2 separate regions of the Arachis hypogaea genome follow, and region 2 is linked to region 1. Evidence: chromatin contacts called from public Hi-C data. All regions are on one chromosome and are shown on one strand. The core of a region is the stretch at or near the end of the contact, and the rest is flanking DNA. Distances in the headings are between cores, read along the strand shown. Region 1 holds the start of LOC112802150 (ATPase 11, plasma membrane-type). Region 2 overlaps LOC112802152 (kinesin-like protein KIN-13B).

Region 1 (5,070 bases), core at 1,244-3,743:
GGGTTGGCTATATAACCGACAGATGATATCATCAGGCATAGGGCAGGCATTCATCATATGCATTTGTATGTTTTGTTTGATTGTACATTGTCTTGACTTGCTTAATTGTTTATTCATATTAATTTCTAACTGCCTACTTGTTATATATGTTTTCTGTATGTGCTTGAGTTGTCTGTTTTGCTTTTCTGTGCACCGGAGTTAGAGGATTAGAGGGTAGGCAGAGGATTGAGGGTTTTGATTAGATTTTCATAAACTTTAGAACCTTAGATATCTACCCCTGCTTATGGTTTCTGTTTTGAATCCTTAAGTTTTATAATCTAGGTGTTGGTGTTATAGGATTGTCTCTGGTTTTTTCGAGACCTTATTTATTATATATGTTGGCACCTTTACCATGTTGAGAACCCCTGGTTCTCACCCCATACGATATTGTTGTTGTTTTTCAGATGCAGGTCGAGATGCACCCCAGTGGTCGATATTTTGTTTTATGCTTTGTATATATACGTATATAGATTCTCCACCCTTGTATTTTGTATTTTGTCCCTCCTAGAGGTTGACTTGGAGAAATAGGTGTTTTATCATATAGTTGGGTTACTCTTTTGGGTTATATATATGTATATGTATATATTTGCTTTGGCCAGTTCTAGCTTCGCGAGCCGAGTCAAAAGCCTTGCTATATGTATCTTTGGAATTCTTCTCTCCTAGTTATCGTTTACGTGAGTGATGCAATTTTCCGTTTAACGCTTTACTTAACTCTTCTTCACAGGCTTCTAGTGAAAATTCCTTTCAACTATTATTATATATTTTTACTTTTAGAAGTTGTAATACCTTGCCACTTTAACTTTATGACTTAAGCATAAGATTCTGTGTGATAGGGTATTACATTTGGCTAATAGTTTATGGTCATATTTTGTTGTTTAAGATTCTCTTGCTTAAGGTTTAAGTTATTTGTTTAACATACTCTATTTTAAGATATTTTATTATCTATGATTTTATGAGATACACTTCTATGGTTTCTATGTCTTTATGAGCTACTCTATTTTAAGATACTTTATTATCTATAGTTTAGATACTTTATATCTTTTTGAGTTTACATACAGAATAGTATATCCTTAATTCATATATTGCTTATCTTATAATTTGGGATTACATGTACAATGTCACATTCACCAAAATATCATTATAGTCATTCCATATGTTATAAGTTATTAGATCATTTGAAAGAACAACTAAATTTACAACTCTAAACTCCGCTAAAGCTACAACAAAAAACAACTACAAATACCCATAATATCAAACCACTAACAAAGGCAAAAATTTCATATTCTTTAACAACATTATCATTTTTTTCCTCAAATATTAGTTCTTCCAATACCTTAACTCTCTCATCTAAACCACTATGTAAACCTGCACCATCCAAATAATTATTCAAATAAGCCAATTCATTTCGATCTGCTATGCCGTCATTCACATAACCAAAATTGTCGTCAAACCAGCGAAAAAAACACAATGTGGTTGATTTTTCAGCATATATAATAACACATCCAACAATCACCAACTAATTCTTAATATATTTCTTCGAAATTAAGATCTTCACATTAAATAAAACCTACAAATACCTTAAAGTAAGGACACCCAAAGAAAACTCTATTTGAATTCTTCACTATCTGCGACTAGGTGATTATAACATACATCTCACACTTGCACTTAAGGTGTTCTTCTTTTTTAAAATGTCTCTTACCGCCAAAAGTGGTGCTTTCAACGCTCAATCTAGCGCTGTCAAATCTCCCACCACGACACCTACTTGTTATCGACGTGCTGCCTCCCATCACCATCACCAATTAACTTCCCTCAATCTATAATGGTCTTGGTCGAATACAGAAGAGAGATCAGTTATAGATTACGTTAGGAGAGAGTTGAAAGACAAATCCTAATTTTATAAAATTTTCAGGCCAAAAATTGGGGATTAGTCTGTCCCATTCAAAATGACGTCCTTTGGAGTAGTCATAAAACGATATCGTTTTGGCCATGTGTACAGAGACTAGTGTGTTTTGGAAGCGACGTGTATCATTAAACCTGACACGTCACACTAATCACCTCCATGTAAAATAGAGAGAGTGTTCTGTAAATCGATTAAACCTGAGTTGGGAAATTATATGGCATCTATCTAATAACACTACTAGAAAACTAGTTATTACAGACGGATATTTCCGACGGATTTTATCCCACTGAAATACAGATGGAATTTCAGAGGGATTTTTTTGTCGGAAAACAAAAAAAATAGATTAGTATAAATTACAGACGGAAAAGAAAATCCGTCTATAATTCCGTCAGAAAAATTAATTTTTTTCGCAGAATGGTTACAGACAGATTTTCCATCTGTAATTAAGCTGGCAAAACGCGCATTTTATTAAATTATTACAGACGGAAAATCCGTCTGTAATTTAAAACTTTCCGCCGAAAAAAAAACTTATACCTAATCTACCCCCTGTCTCTCTCGAGCACCTTTCACAAATAACTCTAACCTAATCTACCCCCTCTCTCTCTCTCTCGACTCCATTTACAAAGCATTCCATGAAGATGAACACCGTCTTCATCGTGCCTCAGGAAGACGATTAACCTAGCTAACCCTAACCTGTCTTCATTGTGCCTCACTGTACCCTAACCGTCTCTTCATTGTGCCTCACGAAAAACCCCTAACCACCACGAAGAACGTCGCCGGTCGCCGGCGCTTGCAATGCCTCCGTCGAAGAACCCCTAACCGCGATGAAGAACCCCTAACCCTCCTTTGAGTTTCTTCGCTCTTCTCTCGCCATTCTCACCCTCAAGCTCACTGAGTCTCACCTCTCTCACGGCTGGTCTCGCCGTCGACCTCTCTCTATCTCTCCTGTATATCGCTTCTCTCGCGGGCGTTTCAGACTCAAGGTCGTCACGCTTTGTTTCCGTCGCTGCTCTATCACCGTTGCTGCTCTATCGCGCTCTGTCGCAAGCAAATCGATGGAATTCGACCCGATCCCAATCGTTCCTGCTCCAAAGAGAACCAGAGCAACTATCAGTAGCTGTTTAAATTACGCTGATTTAGGTATGCATTGTTTAAATTATGCCGATAAATCTTAGGGCTCAATTTTTCTGCGCCAGTTTTAGCTAGGTTTAGGCAATTTGTAAGATAGAATCAGTTATACACTATACACTAAAAGAGTTTTGATTTCAATGCTTAAACTACTTTAACTATAGTATGTAGATAGAATTTCTCTTCCTCTTTTGAATATTATCCGAATCTGGAAAGTGGAAGCTTGGTTCTTTTACTTGTCATAAGAAACATATCAGAGACTCAAGCTAGTTCTTTCTTTTTGCTGCTTTTCAAAGATTCTATCTCTGAATGTGCAAAGTAGGACAAGATGGAAAGTAGAAGGAGCAAAGCAATGGCTGCACAGAAAAATGGGCGTCGATCAAATCAAGAAAGGAAAATGGCTTTGATACAAGATGTATGTGATAATTTATTAGTGAAATAAATTTTCAGTACATAGAGTAAATTAATGTTTTCAAACTTGACAGGTTGATAAATTGAAGAGAAAGCTGAGACATGAAGAGAATGTGCATAGTATACTTAATACTTGCTTTCTTTCTTGTCAGGTCTAAAAAAAACAAACTCACTCTTACGAAGAAAGTATAATTAGGAATTTAGGATGGATGAATTAAGTTTTAACTAAAAAAAATAATTTTGTGCGGTTACTAGGATCAATACAGGGTGTTTATTATTATTCTATCAAATATTAAGGAACAAAGTCGAAGTGGCTGCACTAGAACAGAAAAGGCTAGGCATTGGCGATGGATCAGTTGGGATGTTCTCCTCACTTATTGTTCGCGCATGCAGGTAATTCGCTAGTCCATAGTCAATTCCATTCACTTTTCTCATTGCATCCCCTTTCCTTGTTCTCTTTGCTTTCCTTTTCCTTTCTCTTTTTTGTTCTGATTAAGCTCTGAATATCAAATTGAAACATGATACTATTTTACTTCTGTAAGAAGGATACTGTTTCTTTCTTTGATTTTAGAATTTGCTTGATTGAAAATAGAAAGATTCATGAACCTTTATACTTGTCTCTCTACTTCCTTTCTAATTCATGTAGTGCAATAACCAAATTGTGCTTTTGCTTCTACTTGTGGGAGTGATATAATATGACATTAGGCTTTATATCAAAGTCCCTAATGAAATTATCCTTGGTTTTTGATGAATCTGATGATGATATTTGTGGATCATCAACAACAAGTATCTCTTTGATTGCTTCAGGCATGCTTTGCCCTTTTATCATCTTCTTCTAATATTCTCCCACCAACTGGTACTATATATATATAGATTAATGTTACAAGTTTACTTGTTCAGGCTTTAGTGAAGTCCCTTTTGAAGTTTTAAACAATCTGATTGAATCTCCATTTTGATATGTTGATGCTATTTGACGTGATCAGGAAGGTGATGCATGGTTTCTAAATACTCCTGAACAATCATTGAGCTTCATCCTTGCAGATCAAGGTTTTGATGTATGGGTAGAAAATGTGCGTGGAACACACTGGAGCCATGGTCATAGGTCTTATTCAGTGAAGAATAAGGTGTGTGGCTCTTCTTTGACCTATAGAGATGCTGACGGCGTGTGTGATTAAACTGAAAATAATATCAGTGCATAAAGTTCAGTGCTAAATAATTATGAGTCAAAACTAAGAACCAAATGTTCATTTATTCTGAATTTGAATTGGGGGAAAACATTTGCAATTGATATGAATAAGGTCACACTTTAGTAGGTTTTATCATTCAATTATTTAATAGTAAAAGGGTTTGTGCCGAATACTATCAAGCCTTTTCTATTTACTTTGATATGTTTGAAATAAGAATTATTAAATTGTTCTCAGTGCTGAAGCTACTTATATTCAGCACCAAATTGAGTTCCACAGCACTGTTGATGATCACTGATCTTGAGAAAATATTCTAAATTGTCATGATACTTATATTTTCATTTCACTGTCATTTTCAGTGTATATTATTTTTATTGGAATTGTTAGAGCTAGAGTTTGTACAGTGCT
Region 2 (5,070 bases), core at 1,837-4,336, 90 kb before region 1:
TAAAAGAATGCATCAGAGCTCTAGACAATGACCAAGGGCATATCCCATTCAGAGGAAGTAAATTGACTGAAGTTCTGCGAGACTCTTTTGTCGGTGACTCACGTACTGTGATGATATCATGCATTTCGCCAAGCTCAGGGTCGTGTGAGCATACTCTCAACACTTTGAGATATGCTGACAGGTATGTAGTTTGAACTTTGAAAAGTTTCCGATAAGGAAGTGGTTGATCAGATTATATCAAATACCAAAATGACAATAATATACTAATGGACTGTCATACTCCAGGGTAAAGAGCCTGTCAAAAGGGAACAACTCCAAAAGGGATCCTGTTTCTTCGTCAAATGTTAGAGACTCAACTGTATTGAATTCTGGGTCTTCAATTTTATCTCAGGATGATACCTTTGAGGATGAAGCAACCAATGTATATAATGAGAAGAACCGATTTGGTTGGTCCAAACAACTTGAAAGAGAACCTTCTCCTCCAATGATTGTGGATCGTGTTCCAAGTGGTAGGACTGGTGGAAATTTGGCACCATCTGTGTTTTCTGATTTACAAAGAGGCCAAAGAGGCAGTCAAAATGACAAAGCTGAAAATGGAATTGATTATCCAGGACCAATATATGAACAAGACAGAATAAGAAAAACTAATAAGAGGGTGGATGGCAGCCAGTTATCTAGTTTGGAGGACAAGAGGAAGATAGAATCGTGTGTTAAACATGTAAATCCGCCACAATTTGAGGCTAATCATTCTGTTCCTGATGATGATTTAAATGCCCTATTGAAGGTATGTTTATTTTATGCCATATTTTGATATAATATTTGCGACTATTGAAGTACTGAATGGTGCTTATTTTGCTTGGTGATTAGGAAGAGGAAGATCTTGTAACTGCTCATCGGAGACAAGTGGAGGAAACAATAGACATTGTTAAGGAGGTGTGTATGAATCTCTGATACCTTAGTTCAGTGAGTTGCCTAGCTTGGTTGTTTGCTTTAATGCAATTTTTATGCAGGAGATGAATTTGCTTGTTGAAGCTGACCAACCAGGAAATCATTTGGATGATTACATTACTAAATTGAATACCATTTTGTCACAAAAGGCTGCAGGAATCCTTCAATTGCAGACGCAGTTGGCTCAATTTCAGAGACGCTTAAATGAGTATAACGTTTTCATGTCTCCTGGTAACTTATAGTGTTAATGAGGTCATGCTTGGTGTGTTTGTCTTGTGGATGTGCAATACTTTTCACTTATTGTTGCTGAGATCTTCACTGCAGTGGATTGTTTCTCATGTGTTTTAGTTAAGAATGTTCACAAGATTATTGTGGTTCTGGAGTTCAGAAATGGGAATCACCCTTGTCTTTGTCTTTGTTCTTTGCCCTAAATCCTCAGACAAGCCACTACTGTGGCTTGAAATGAATTGAACGGTATGCAGATGGGCATCCACAATTTTCGCAATCCGAGGAGTGTACATTATACAGTCGAATTCCCTGTTGGGGGTTGCTAGTCTTGCAACCTTGAATAGTTGAATCTTTATTCTTAATTTATATTATTGTATTTTTTAATTTATGTACCGTCTTCCTTGATGGATTTTGACCATGGCATACTTGTCATCGTGTCTTGTTATATACTATATCACATTCAATGTATCCCCCTTATCTTTCCCTTACTTTTATGATAATATGAAACCCAGGGTCAGTTTTGTATTAAGGGAAAAGTAGAAGTACTTTTGGTTTCATTTTTTGTATTTTCTTTTTTAGAAATTTGTGAAAGAAGTGAAAATAAGATAAAATTTTATGATATTCACTTTGTTCACACAATTCTAAAAATCGAAAATATTAAGAACGAAAATAGAAACCAAAACAAACTGGTTCTGGTTGTCTAGTGATCTTGTGCTGACAAGTGAATGGCCAAATACTGGAAATAAAATATGGAAGGCCATTGGGGAGCACATCTAGATCCTTTGATCATCTTCGATTTGCCTCAGTAGATGTCAATGTGCGTATTTTTCTAAGTTGACTCATTTTAGGGATGATGACTTGAATGAGGAGTTCTAGATAACAGCTTACTTCATGCCAAAATCTAAAGTCACAATCTCTGGATTTATAATACTTCGTTGGGAGATGCAGATTGCAGATTGCAACTGTTGCATGCATCACAAAATCTTTTTCAATATTTCTATGCATACGCAAATAATATCCATTGGTTAAGGGTAGGGTCACCCTTGATCCTTGTTAACTCTGATGATGTTGCCCTAATCTAACTTGCAAAATTGTAATTGAATTCCTTCGTTGTCTCCCTTGACACCTGTCCCACAACACCCGTGCCCTGTTGCTTTCAAAATTCAAAGCACACAACTTTTGTTGTGTCACTACAGTAGTACAGGTCGTTTTGACAATGTCAAATGTGTCATAATAAGTAACACCTTGACCATGATAGCTGCACAGCCCCAAGTGGACACCTTCAGTGCCCACCAAATTACTGTCCTTTTGTTCTCAAAATCTGGTGATGTGTCATTCCTTATAAACTACTGTTATCCAAAGTAAATTATCATGTTAATCCTTGAAAGATTAATTTATTTGTCAAAATAGTTGTTATATAAAAGGTTATGTTTCATTTGGGTCTTAGGTCATTTGTCTATTTTCACACTTCAAGTTTTAGTTTACTTACAAAATTTTTACCTTGAATGAATTTGTAAGACAAACCAAATATTTACTATGAGGTATTTATTATTCTTTTAAACATTTTTTAATAAATGAATCATTTGAAAGGTAAAATAGTGTTTTTTTTGTTTTATTACATTAAGAGAGGCTCTGATCCGAAACCTCTATACTGGAAAAGGGGACAAATGTCATGTGAGTTAAAAGCTCGTTGGTTGAATCTTTTGAAAGGTAAAATAGTGATTTTATCCTTTTATTCATTGATAATTGTTAGTTATTACTTATTACCATACCAAGACAATGGAGCAGAATCACATATTGTGGTGGAGCATTGATCACAAAGTATTTTGGCACTGCCACCTGTTGTTGTGTGCAAGAGACACGGTGCTGAAAAGAAACGCTTTGATCTGGCCAATGAAATTTCGTTCTGCTCCATTTTGTTATTATGCTCGTTGTCTGTGTCACCCTTGATGATGACCTTGCTCAGGTTTAGGTGGACATCGTTTATGGGGGGCTCTTGCTAGCCGTAAATAAAGCATCTACCCTTCTTTTTCAGTTTGGCCTCAAATCCCTGTTATATGTGTACTTACACTTTGGCACTTGTCCATGAACTAAAGTCGGCTCATTATGAATCTGAAATTTTTGGCATAATTTAAGTTCGAAAATTTCATTTCACAACTATTACCATATCGTTATAACACGTATTAATATTTTCTTTAAGATTAGTTAATATTTAATTTTACTATTTTCGTCATACATTATGGGCTCATTTTCAATTCCAAATACAGCTCATTTTCGTGTAAATAATTTTCTTTTTCTTCCTCCCATCCCTCTGGCTCTTACCCTGACCCTCCCCTTATTTATTTATTTTTTTGGGGGTACAAGCATATAAGCTCCAAGAGCTCTGGGACACGGGAGCATTCACGATAGGATCAAGACAAAAGCCAGCAAAATGAAGCTAAAAACAATTGACATTACGACGAAAATCCTTGAACAACATCTCAATAATCACACATGTGGCTAGCAAGTAGGAACTTTATTTCTTGGGAGCTGAGCTACAAGGAAATATAGTTGAAGAAAATTTACATCTAAAGATGAAACATGAGATAAAACCAGCATACCATTAGGTGTAAGATGGGGAAAGGTGCCACTTTATATGGACTCTAAAGAATACTGATTAAATTTGTTTGAATAGAAGGTAAAGTAGTTCCATGACACATTTTTGTCAATGCCTAACCGGTAACCATGATATAATAGTTAACGAACCAACAGCAATTGTGATAGGAATACAGATAATGTAAAATCCAAGGATTTTTTTTTTTCTTTTGTAGGCAACATTTTTTGGATAGCTTAGCAGAACCAAATAGACTAACAATAACATGCATGTTGGTAGAATCATCAATAACTTTTTCCCGAGTCAAGACAAACTAAGTAGACAAGAACCCTTTTCTAAAGCTAAACCTTCTTATTCTCAAGTACCACACTTTTAGAATAGAGTAAATGAATTGATCTCCATCGAGTCAATAATCTTAGCAAGATTACATTGAGAAAAAAACACGATTGATATTATACTTAATACTAATTTATTAAGTTCGATCAACAAGGGAATTGTCTCTCTAGTTTATGAGAAGCTTAATACGCTCAGACAACACATGTTTGGAGCATGTGATATTCACAACTGTTTCTGGTCTATGATATATTGATATTCGCAAACATGACCACAATTATGAAAGGGGGACCTCAACTTCCTATTAAATATGCAGAAATGATGTTTGTAATTTTTTTTTTTTTACATCTCTTTTATTCAATTTTTTATGATATAAAAGGTAAATTATAAATTTAATTTTGATGCATCATTAGTATAAAATAGTAAAATAATTACATTTTACATTAATTGCATGAATGATCATTCAAAAGAATCAATATAATTGAACGATCGTATAAAATATTTTATATTGTCAACACATTAAAATATATACAAAATTGGTGCATATACCATTCTTCTTAAATATATGATCAAGCTCCCTATACTCAATCCAATATAAAATAATTTTATTTTTTTTAAAAAAATAAAACTTTGAAAAACTAAGAATTGATATTGATCGAAGTATAAAATTATATAAGTAGAGTAGGAAATACTCGATGTATCACATATTCCAAATACTATGCGCTATGAGTATAAATGTCTCCAATAACAAAACAAGCATAATTTCTTAGTGGTTGTAATAATGTTTAGCTCTACTAGATTGTGTCGCGAACCAATGCCACATTGCCTCAAATGAATTTTAAATCAAGTGTTAAAAATGCACTTAGTGAGACAAAAAGCTCTACTTCAAGTTAACGGTGGTTATGGTGCCCATTCAAGTAGTTAAGTGCCATAAGCCCATAACTTAAAGCAAATTAAGTATGTGTGTG

Evidence for each region. A called contact is a pair of places that touch in the nucleus more often than the background predicts.
Region 2: a contact with region 1 is called in a Hi-C map of leaf, with 3 times the contacts expected there. The contact joins the enhancer-like site here to the promoter of LOC112802150 in region 1. A contact is called at or near these places in 4 of 8 Hi-C or Micro-C datasets (leaf and an unstated tissue).

What each region holds. Positions count from the first base shown.
Region 1 is chr5:97,726,796-97,731,865 of arahy.Tifrunner.gnm2.J5K5, reverse strand. It overlaps LOC112802150 (ATPase 11, plasma membrane-type), which reads left to right and starts at 2,493. Exons shown (of 10, transcript XM_072237558.1): 1 at 2,493-3,079; 2 at 3,364-3,482; 3 at 3,776-3,871; 4 at 4,462-4,602; 5 at 5,022-5,070.
Region 2 is chr5:97,816,892-97,821,961 of arahy.Tifrunner.gnm2.J5K5, reverse strand. It overlaps LOC112802152 (kinesin-like protein KIN-13B), which reads left to right. Exons shown (of 12, transcript XM_025845245.3): 9 at 1-181; 10 at 286-784; 11 at 868-933; 12 at 1,011-1,644. The coding sequence ends at 1,190. Among protein-coding and RNA genes, the nearest start is that of LOC112802152, 6.3 kb to the left of the region's middle. Within about 2 kb of position 3,086, at least 2 of the 3 cell types and tissues checked have open chromatin away from gene starts, as enhancers often do.